Regions from separate parts of the Mus musculus genome. Here region 1 is linked to region 2. A link is a contact called in public HiChIP or PLAC-seq data. All regions are on one chromosome and are shown on one strand. Each heading gives the region's core, a stretch centred on a gene start, on an enhancer-like site or on the middle of the called end of the contact. The rest is flanking DNA. Distances are from core to core; before and after follow the strand shown.

Region 1 (5,771 bases), core at 1,703-4,202, 2.5 Mb before region 2:
GTATAGTACAGTTAAGACTTGTGGGTGTTTTTATTTTACTTGGGTATCTATTACTCTAAAGTGTTTCTTAGCATATTACTTAATCATGTTCATGTGTGAGTGTGCACACAAAACACTCCACACAGAGTATACATAACATGTACATGGTATGGTACAAGGTAATCTATCAGTTGTTCGTATGCCTGGTTTAGTCACCTGGAAAGGCTAAATGAGTGACACAACATTTAGAAAGTTGTGAATACCCTAATATCAAAGGCCAGAGATTATCTCATACTCTGAAATATATTGAGGTTTCACTTGGAACATTCTTGCTGTTGTACTGATTTTCATACCTATAACGAAACACATGGATGAAAAGCAATTGAGAAGAAATATTTCTTTAGACTCACAGTTTTAAAAGATTTATCCCATGGTTGGTAAGGATCACAAGGTAGATTACCATGGAAACAGGAACAATTAGTAGAGAACCTCCTTCACCTTCTAGCAATTAAAAAGCAGAAAGAGATAAGAGAAAAGGTACCACTTTTGAAGGCATGCTTTTATGGACCTACTTTTTTCTAGTTACAATCCTCTCCCTAATGGTCCCTTTGCCTCCAAAAGAGCAAAAGCAGCCTCAGGCCAACTATTCAACACATGAGTATATAAGTCTTACATCACCATCTATAAATCATGACAATGTTCATGAACTCTTGTCAGTTCCCATTCAAGTATATCATTCAAATTCACTTAAGTCCAGCAGAGAATACATAATTTTTTTAAATTATAGAATGAATTCTTTTATGAAGAAAGTCATCCTCTAAAATACATTTCTAAGCCTTGATATTTTGTATCCATTGTTTCTCTAAATTTGTGTTCAAGTTTTTTTTCCTGTGGAATTGTTCAAAATTGTGACTAATGGTCCAATACAAACCAGAATGTGAGGAAACATATGTTGCACTTGGTGTTGTCAAAATCAGTCATTTTCTGTTTAGCACTGTTTTAAATGGCCCATTACACATTTGGTGTATGGAATCATTTTGGGATATTTACTTTGTCTTTGATTCTAAGGATATAAAGGTCACAGGCTATGAAGTTTTCTTAGCATAGTACTAGTGAGTATACCACAACAGATCAAACTCCCTGTAGCTGTGTGTTTAGAAATAATGAATCCTATTCCAGTAGGACAGAAACACTAGAACTGAATTGGAGAAGGTTTATTTGGAAAAGGAAACTTTTAAATATGAGTGTTTCATGGATTCTGGGAAGTTGGCCTGTGGTCCTTAAGCTTGCATGCCATACTGACTAAGCCATGTCCCCAGGCCAGCTCCTTACTTTATTGACAGCAACTCCCTCAACAGAACTGGAAGAGTTTTGCTCTACGTAATTATCTCTTGTGTAAAACTCAATTAACAGTCACAGTTTTGTGTGCTATCTGCAGTGTTCTAAGTGTGAGAGCTTGGGAAATCTCAAGAGCGTGTGTTAGTAGAGTGACAACTCAACATTTGCTTAAGAATTATAATGCAGTCTTCCTTCTCCACTGATAACAGCAAACACCGGAGTGAAAGGAAATCTCAGCAGAACCAAATTCATCAGTCAACTGAGAAAGAAATCTAACGGAAAAAATATAAATTTATCTCAGGCAAAGAAGTGATTAGAAACACAGAACAAGGCAGATAGGATTGCTAAGATTTGGGTTGTCTCTGGGATTTCATGGGATGAAGGAAGGAAGAGTCTACCCATCAGTATTTGAGAGTCACGTTTGGTGGAGCATGCTGCATCCTAACTCATTACTTGATGCCCTGGACAGGGATTGAAGTTCAGGAAAGAAAACTTTCTTATTACTTATAAAATCAGGCTGTCTAGAACTATAGTGAGGCAATACTGTAACACAAGCTAAACTTTTTATTTAATTTATCCTTTAAACCAAGGCATGCAGTAGAAGTCTTGAGGAGGCAAGACTTTTGCAGTTATGAATTTTTCTTTTAATAGCGAAGACGACACAAGAGGACAAGTAACTAATAGGGAATGACTTAGCAAATTCATGCTTGTTTCTAATAACTTAGACATTTCATTGGTGATTAGAGGGTGGAGAGGAAAGAACCATGTGTACAATATTTTCATCTAACAAGATTTCTCAAATGGTAAGGGCTATTTATGGATGAGAAGCTAGTAGTATATCTAAATTATCCAGACATGTCCAGGAAGAACTAGGGCACAAGATACCAAGTCTCTTTCTCAGTTTAGAATTCCTCATTTTCAAGCCAAAATTCTGAGAAAGATATTTCATGAAATGTATATTAAATATTTACTGTATCCAGTTGTTTGTACATGAGTTCTAAGTAATTTTTGGTTCCTAATTTTTATATAATGCATACAATAATTTACTAGTGCTTATGTGAACATTATTTTCTAAGACAAACTGTCAAAAGAAATCCATGATCAGCTAAATTAAGCTTGAAAATATTCTAATGCACGTTTTAAAATTGTGCCCCGCAAGTACAAATACTGTTTCCTGCTCCTTCAGAAATTATCAGTTGCACTGCATGCTTACCATGTTCAAATGCATTAAGGTGTATTTAAAGTAGCTCTGACTCTATGACTTGAGTTTTCAATTGAATTGTTTCAAGTATTTGGTCCTTCTTAACTCTGTATGTTTTTTGTCTTTGAAAGAATGCTTCCTCAGTGAGGTGATGGAGCTTTCTCTTGTTTGCTTTTGTTGCGGTGGTGGTGGTGGCTGTTGCTTTGCTTCTGGATTTACATTGCCTCAAGAGTGGCTGTATCTTGCTACTACTCTCAGTTATTTGGAACCTTGTGGTATTTAAATACAGTTTGTTAAACAGGGAAACATGGGCTAATAGGAAGGTTGACTCTGCAGTGCAGTGCAGAGCTTGATGGAGTTGGTAGCCTAGAAAATGAGAAGGGCCATTGGCACTGGACCTGTTTGTTCTCAGTGGGGGTTCTGCCCCAGTCTTTGTGTTGCTTATGGGTGAGTGAAAAGACATTTGTGTTGATTAAAGTGTGACTCCAGCTGTGTGACCCAGCTCAGGGCCCTGGAAACTTTGTCCTTTCCTTCTGCCAAAGCACCTCCCTTTAGAACAAATGGCCTGGAAATCCTCCCTTCATTGCTATCGCCATCCCCTATTCTGTCCCACCTGGATTTTGAGGTCAAAAACCAGGCCAATTTCTGTGGTGAGCTCATCCCCCTGAGCAAAGGTGAAGGGATTTGCACTGAGAGCTGCTGAGAACACAGGATTAGCCTGGGAGCTCACAGGCTTAGCTAGTACACGGCACCAATGTTTCAGATTCAGCTCTTATTGATTCTCTGTTATGAAACATTCTAGAAAAAGAGATAGAAATTGGTTGTGTGGTGCAGGTCATTTATTTTGGTCCTTTTACCTGGCAGCTTTTTTTTTTCTATTCCCCACCCCCTCTGGCAAAGCAACAGAAATAAAGGTTTGCTTGTGAAAACCTTTCACTTGCTATACTTTTCTTTAAAAGTGTAAGACCCAAAGATCCTTACATCAGGGATGTCCCACTCACAGAAACACAGAGACAATAAGCAAGAGGTTTATCCAGAATCTCCTAAGCACACACTTTTTATACAGTTTTAGGGTAGGCCTTGATAACAACATGAGTTGGTTTAAGCCCATTGTTGGCCCTAGCTGACCTTTTCATTCCTCACTTTAGAAATGGCAATTAGACTCTCCTTTACATGACCTTCCCTAAGCAGCATTGATGGCCCAGGGTGAGGTGAGGTCTTAGTCTTCAGAAGAGGGAACTGAAATGTTTTTTTGGTGGTTATCTGCACCTGCCTTTCTGTTGGGGCTTTCTTGTAAAGCTTGTTTTGCTGGGTCATTCTTGGAAGGGAGTGTTCACCACAACCTTCTAGCATAAAGTTGCTAGTTCCAGCATGCTATTCTAGCAAGGTCTTTCAGCTGTCATCTTATGTTCTCTAAGGTCACACATTCCCACAGAATTACCTTTGGAAAATAATGAAAAATTCCCAGGGTTGTTCAAGGAGAAAATAGAACACAAGATCTGAAGAAAGATCTTTGGACAGAAGCTAGCATGTTGAGTAAACTGAAGGGAAGGTGAGTTTATGCACAGCAGAGGCAGATTTCAAGCCTGGTGCTCTCAATATGGAGATGACGTCTCTGAGCTGAGGGTTTCAAATTACTAAAATGTAGAAACAAGAAATATTGCCATGGTTAAGGAAAATTAAGTCGGTGAAGATCCTAGATCTAATAGCATCTCTCTCAGAACACACCAGAATATGAAGGGAAAATTTTGTCCTCATATCATCAAGTAATTTTCTTGCTTTTTACTTGGCAATGTGGAGACAGAGCTCTTCCTTTTGTTGTTTCTAGGACACTTTGTTTAGAATGCTCATTCTGTGCCACATGGAGTATCGAAGGTCCTGCTCACCCAACACAGTATTTCCAGTTTATTGACTTTGTCATGTGTTTACAGCATTTTATCTGAGATCTGAAATTTAACTAATGAGAGAAAATATTCCAGAGAAATAATATAACTGAGACAACCATATTTCTACCTGTTGCCTTAGTCAGGTTTTAAAAGTTCAGTAACTCCAGCAAATAGGAGCATTTTTCGTGTGAGGTCTTGCTTGCATCAAGCCTCTTACAACCCTGAAGTCCTTGTGTCTTTGTGAAGACCCAAAATTTTTTGGGGAAATCCAAGCTTGTTTTTATTTCACCATGCTACTGATCTTTTTTTAACTTAATATTTTAGATATTATATATCTGTATATACATATTTGAAAGATAATGGTATATGTGGCAAGCAGAGAAAGTCCTGAGTGAATGAAATCATGAGTTAATGCATAGTATTGACATTGAAAATGCCATGTCAAGGAGGTCATAGTCCCAGACAAAGCCTTCCTTGGAAGCCTGAGTATGAGTATTGACAATGTGCACAGAAAACGTCCACCCTGTCTTTCTCTCCCCCAGAAGTTTAGGGCATGAAGCCTGATCCCATACCGAGACTGCTCCTATTGAGTTTAGTTTAATATCTTTCTTTGATCATGTTTCATACAATAAACCCTATTTCCTTGTTTATCTGTATGTAACAACCAGATTTTCTTGTTCAGTTTTATATAGAAACCTCATCTCTTTGTTCCACCCTATATAATAAACCCACTGAGCATCTAGGTGCTGTGGTTGGTCTATCAGAGATTTCTGTACACAAAATCCCAGCTTATCTGTATGTCCTTGGGTCTGTCTGTCATTCTTCATTCACTTGCTGCCCTCAGTCAGGACCAAGTCTTTATCTAAGGTTAATCATGTACATAAGCAAATGTCTATCTAATCTTTATTCTAGGACAATGGTAGGTATATTATCTGATGTATACTTCTTTATTATCCATAGCTGATCCTAGATAACATGGAAAGTATTGTAAACTTTGCAGTATACCCCATTTTGTGCCCTGGTGGAAACTGCCCTAGAACTCTACACATTTTAGGTTGAATTTATTTTTACCTATTAAAAAAAAAAAAAATATATATATATATATATATATATATATATATATATATGTATGTATATATATGTGTGTGTGTGTGTGTGTGTGTGTGTGTGTGTGTGTGTGTGTCATCAAGGAACAGCGTTCTGATTCATGCTCTATACCTATGATTGGGGAAAAATTATCCTGTGACCTTAGGACTCAGACCTGCCAGTGATTTTTTTCTGCTTTGTGTCCATGTGCTAGATAGTTTTGAGAGATATTTTGAAATCCACTCCTTGTCCTCAGTGTTGGATTCTAACATAGCAGTCAG
Region 2 (5,672 bases), core at 1,473-3,972:
GTGATAGATCTTACTGTCAGCATACTTTCATGAAATTCCCCCTTCATAATCTATCAGGTATATTTGCTTTTCGTTAGGGCTTGATACAGCGAGCTCCGTGTGTGTGTGTGTGTGTGTGTTGGGGGGGAGGTATAGGATGTGTGTGCATGTATGTCTGAAGACATGCATATACTACAGCACACTATAGGGGACACGGGACAGTTTCCAGTGTCAGTCCGAGCTAGCATCTTATGTGAGGCAGAGTCTGTCTGACGTTTGCCACTGTGCTGTGCACCTACACAAAGCTGACTGGTCCAGGAGCTTCTGGTTCGCCTGCCTTTGCCTCAAATCCCTCAGAGGGAGTACTTTGGTTACAGATGGTGGCTAGTGGTTTTACATGGGACCTGAAGACTTCAACTTGGGTCCTCATGCTTGTAACAGCAAGCGTCATGCCCACTGAGCCAGTTCCCCACCCTGCCCATACTGATTCTGACAACTTCCACATATGAAGCAAACATATTTCCTAATACAGCTCTCTCAGTTCTGTTAAGGTTTTACAAAGATTTTCTTTTAGATTTCCTATCATCATAGTAGGTCTACTTTTTATGAGTCATATATCTGCCCTGGATAGATGACTCAGTGAATGAGAGTCTTTTTATGCCAGCAAGAGTCTGAAACTTAACACACACACACACACACACACACACACACACGCACGCACGGCTAAGTACATATGCAATCCCAGCACTATGGGGAGTGGGGATGTCTGGGACTCGCTGGGTCAGATTCAGTGAGAGTCTCTGTTTCAAGGGAACACAAATATCAAGACACAGCAGGACAGCGACGTCTTCTGGCTTCCATGAGTGCACACCTACATACACATATATACCATTCTCACACACAACAGAAGTCATGGGGGGAGGGGTGGGGAAGAGGTAGCTCAGTGGGTAGTCACATTTATGTAAAGAAGGAAGACAGCCTCCTGTGCGCCATGTGCTGAACTAATTCAGTAAGAAAACTTTATACTTCATTACATACATGACCTGGTGGTTTGTCCAGCTGAGGCAAAAGTTGCTGATGGACTCTCTGAATGTTTTTATCACTACCTAAAAGCATATCTATAACCTTACTTGCTTAGCATGTGTGTCCTTATTAAATCCCACTCCATAAAGAAAGGAACACTGCTGTCTCATTCATTATGATAATTGATGCCTGCCACATCACAGGGCATGCAAAATGCTGCATCCATGGAGAAACACAGCTCTCTGAATTCGTCTGAGTGCAGAGACCAAATATGAGAAATGGTAGTTTACCCAGCATCACAGCTCCATTAATTTATGACCTGTTGGAAAAACATGTTTTCCCTTTTTAACAAGTTTCTATTCAAATGTGGAAGAATAGTAATGGAGGTCTCCTGGTGGCTGGCCTGAGGCCCTGTCCCCCCCCATCCCCTGCCCCCTTCACTGTAATACATGAGCAGTTAGCTGGTTGTGAGTCGTTTGCTAATGAAATAATCACTCCCAAGAGTATTAGTTCTTTTTCTCATTGCTCTGGCAACATGCCTATCAGAAAGCCACTTGAGAGATGGTTTTCTTTGGCTTACAGTTGGAAGGGATACGGTCCTCCATGGAACTGGAGGCAACTGGTGTGATCCCTTCCGCTGTCCAGAAGCAGAATAAACAGAAAGGAAGATGGGACTATCAAACCTCAAGGCTCCCTCTAGTGACTCACTTCTTCAGTCTGGCCCCACTTATTAGAGCTTCCACAACCCTCCTTGAACAGCACTCTCAGCTGGGGACTATTGTGCTCAAGCACATGAACCAGTGTCTATGTTGGTATTTCACATTCAAACCTCGGGGGAAGTAACATATCATGCATAGCATGTACTTGTCGGTGCTAAAAGTAACAGTGAATGAAAAGGTTGAACTTGGGAGTAGGGGGATGAAAGTGGGGGGATGGGGATGGGGTATGGGAGTGGAAGGAAGTGGTGGGGGTGGCTCAGCAGCTAGGAGTACTTGCTGCTGGTGCAGAGGACAAAACAACAACAACAACAACAACAACAACAACAACAACCACCTAGACCAAACTGGTAGACTGTCACATGTACCTATAATCCTAGCACCTGGGAGGTTGAGGCAGAAAGATCATGCGCTCGCAGCTAGCTGCACAGCAAGACTGCAAAGGAGTTAAGGGTGAGGGTAGCCACTCATATTCAACATTTCAGAAAAGAGAATGGAAGGAAATTCAAGTGTGATAAGGAAGAGCTAAGCACAGATGTTAAAAAATATATTAAATTCTGTTTTTCCTTTCCCAGCCCCAGCTCCTGGAACAACAACTATGAGACTAGTTAGTCATTATTAAATGCCTAGGCCACAAACTTTGGCTCATCCCTGACTAGCTCTTCATGTTTTTAACCATTTAATCTACTCTATGTTTACCACTTGGTTAGTGACCTCTCCTTCAGTCCCAGCTGCTGCTTCTTCTCCTCAGCGGCTCCCTCTGCGTCTCTCCAGGTTCCTCTCCCTCCTGGTTTTCATCCATCTCTCCTCTGTCTCTGTCTCAATCTTTTCCTCTGTGGGAAATGTGTGACCTTAGAGAACATAAGGCGACCACTGAAAGACCTTGCTAGAATAGCATGCTGGGGACCTTCCGCTAGAAGTTTGTGGAGAACCCTCCCTTCCCAGAATGACCCAGCAAAACAAGCTTTACAAAAGCCCCTGAAAGGCAGGTGCAGATAATGACCTAGAATGTCTCACTTCCCTCTTCTGGGGACGAAGACCTCACCTCACCCAGGGCCATCAATGCTGCCTAGGGAAGGTCATGAAAAGACACTTGCCTCTCTGTAAGGGAGAGTCTAATTACCATTTCTAAAGGGTGGAAAGAGAAGGTCAGCTCAGGCCAACAATGGGCTTAAACCAACTCAAGTTGTTATCAAGGCCTGCCCTTAAACTGTATAAAAAGTGTGTGCTTGGGTTGCCTGTGCCTCAATCGAGGCAGGACAGCCCCTGGCACACCAGATCAATAAACTTCTTGATTATTTCATCAGTCTCCGTTTCTGTGAGTGGGACACCCTGGACATAAGGCTCGTTGGGTCTTACACCTCCATGGCTCTCTTTGAGCTCTTATTATTTCCCAGTCTTCTCTTTCTTTCTGCTAATGTTCCACCTCCTATTCCCTGCCACAGCTCAATGGCCATTGGCATTTTATTGACAGGTGATGCTTCTAAGAGATTCTTTCTATACCCAGAGTGTGGTATTACACTCAGTCTTCACAAGTTTCATTCTACAGATGTCAACACTGAGTACCAGTCGGGTAGGTGGGTTTATCTCAGTGTTTTCCCAGCAACTAGGTTCTGAGACTATGTATATCTCATTCTAAAGTCTGTACCCTTCTACATAGTTTACTAATTACTTGTAATCAAGAACTTGATAAATATAGATTATTATATTGCCTACATCTTTCATTTAATTGGTATCATCAGTCTTAGAACTATTCTAATATTTATAGCAATTAAGAATGTTCTTGCCGCCCTTATAACAAATCCATAATTTTCCTCACAGCTAGCTGCTCTTGGCTAGACCCTGTTGGAAGTTAGAACATGAAGAGCTAAAAGGCAAGATATTTGAAGTTTTCCACCAGAGTTGGCAAGATGGCTTATTGGGTTAAGGTGCCTGCTGCCAGGCCTGAGAGAGAGAACTGACTCCCACAAATTATGCTCTGACCTCCGTGTGGGCACCGAGGCTCATGGATGTGCATACTATTGCTATTTTAAAAGAGAATATTTGCTTACTCATGTATCAATTCTACAACTTCTTCTGGTACCCTTTTGCTGATGGTAGACAGAAAAAAAAGAGGTGCATAAACTCAGAAAGGCCACCGCTTGAAGTGGGACATCACACATCACCAGATAAGCTTGGTCCGAGGTTGCTTATTATCTTGTGTATTGGTTGGTACACCCTCCATTGTCCTTGCTTTGAAACAACTATGTCAAAAACACCTCTCCATTTCTGTAGACTGGGCTGTCTGGCGTGTCTTTTTCAAGGGAGTCTTCTGTGGATCATTAATATGCAAAGCAGATAAGAGATTTAAAAAGAAAAGCTACTGCTGGCTGCAGTGGGAGTCGGTAGGCAGTCAACTTCGGCAGTCAGCTTCGCCCCAGTCTGAGAGACTCCGAGAGGTTGGACCCTCCTTAAGGCCTTCTACAGAATTGATGAGTAAGACGGTCCCTAAGGTCCCCGCCAAGTCTAAAATTACGGAACCAATGACTCTGTTGGGTATATGCTGGTTTTGGTATTGCTGTGGAAACCAGGCATCTCCAACAAGGGGGAAATAGCAGTAACTGCCTTTCTCTGGGAACATCTGGTCTGGAAATGAGAACATCTCAGCTCTGGTCCCTGCTCGGCCACTATTTAAGTCTATTACCTTAGCTGCTGTTTCCCCATCTACGAAACGCTCATAAACCATTCCCTGCCTGCTTTATTTTTAAATGTATCTGTTAGCGAAGTTTTAAATTCCCTTCAACAAAAATTAAACTAGTATACAGTCTTAAAGTCTTGCCTTCGGGGATGTGCGGAGGTTGATTCTTCACTCTGAAGTTGGAGCTATATAGTTACTACCTCTGTTGAAACTGGTGGTAAAACCCAAAGCGTGGCGCACGGGCCCCATGGGTGCCTGGGGACGAGCCAGAGTCCGTTACCAGATGAATCGCTACAGTTCTCATCAGGAGAAAGTGGGAAGTGTCCTTTGGTTAAGACAGGCAAAAACAATCGTGGTTTTCTGGATTTTTGTTTCATTTTTGCAGAGCTGATACTAGTTGGGTTTTTATTTTTATTTTTTGTCAAAATTCTATACGATCCCTATTACCACAAACAAACAGATTTCTACCGTTCAGGCCTGTGACAAATGACAGTTGTTGAACATCTGACAAGATATTCTGTATTTCTAAGACCTGGAGAGAAAGATGAGCAGATAGGTAAGTGGTGAGACAAGGAAAGTGAGGAAGAGGTGGCCAGCGGGCAGCTCTGAGACAGCCTGGGCAAAGCCATTGCACATGGGGACACTTTCAGAGGACACTAGCCGCAGCACTTCATAAGCCATGCTGAGTGAGGAGCTGAGGGGAGCAGACCAAGTCTGAGTGGGCAGGTGTCTCGATTTCAGCTTCAGCCACCCTAGGTATACCACCTAGCAGGGAGACTTCCTCTTCCCACTTTACAACAAAATAACTACTCTGGTGTTTAACAAGGGAAAGGACATGGATGTGAGATTGTAAGAATGGTCAACTTGAGATAAAGATTCCTTTCCTCAGAAAGCTATTCATTTCGAATTTTCAGAAGATATTATGAAACACTAGGAATCAAGGTTATACCTAAGATATTTAATCCCTGGGGGATTTAACTGTCTCTGTGGACCCAACAAAAATAATTCTCGACTCTCTCCTGTTTGTGCTTCATCTCCCCCCTGGATGCCCTGTCACCATACCCAGCACTGTCCATAAATCAGGATCCCATGATTGCCTTGTCCCACTTCGTCTGAGGCTCCCTCTTAACCAAGAGGCCAAGAGAACCCCACAACAGCACTTGGAGTTCTACACGCAGCCCAGATATCTCTCCACTTGGGTAACAGAACTATCAGGATTGGAAAGAATATTACAGATGACCTGGCAATCCATCTGCCCTACAAATAAAGAACTTGAT

The links. HiChIP or PLAC-seq counts read pairs in DNA pulled down with a chosen protein or histone mark.
Region 1: a contact with region 2 is called in an H3K27ac HiChIP or PLAC-seq map of embryonic stem cells, with 8 times the contacts expected there. The contact joins two enhancer-like sites. A contact is called at or near these places in 1 of 484 Hi-C or Micro-C datasets (embryonic stem cells) and 2 of 115 datasets of contacts at active chromatin or transcription factors (both in embryonic stem cells).

What each region holds. Positions count from the first base shown.
Region 1 is chr17:90,841,297-90,847,067 of GRCm38.p6, reverse strand. All of the region lies in intron 5 of Nrxn1 (neurexin I), which reads left to right. Among named protein-coding and RNA genes, the nearest start is that of 4930480K15Rik, 17 kb to the left of the region's middle. Within about 2 kb of position 2,952, at least 31 of the 459 cell types and tissues checked have an H3K27ac peak or open chromatin away from gene starts, as enhancers often do. A contact at or near this core is called in embryonic stem cells, where this site is marked.
Region 2 is chr17:88,344,166-88,349,837 of GRCm38.p6, reverse strand. The region is part of intron 1 of Gm31615 (a long non-coding RNA gene); the gene reads left to right. Among named protein-coding and RNA genes, the nearest start is that of 1700116H05Rik, 39 kb to the right of the region's middle. Within about 2 kb of position 2,722, at least 11 of the 459 cell types and tissues checked have an H3K27ac peak or open chromatin away from gene starts, as enhancers often do. A contact at or near this core is called in embryonic stem cells, where this site is marked.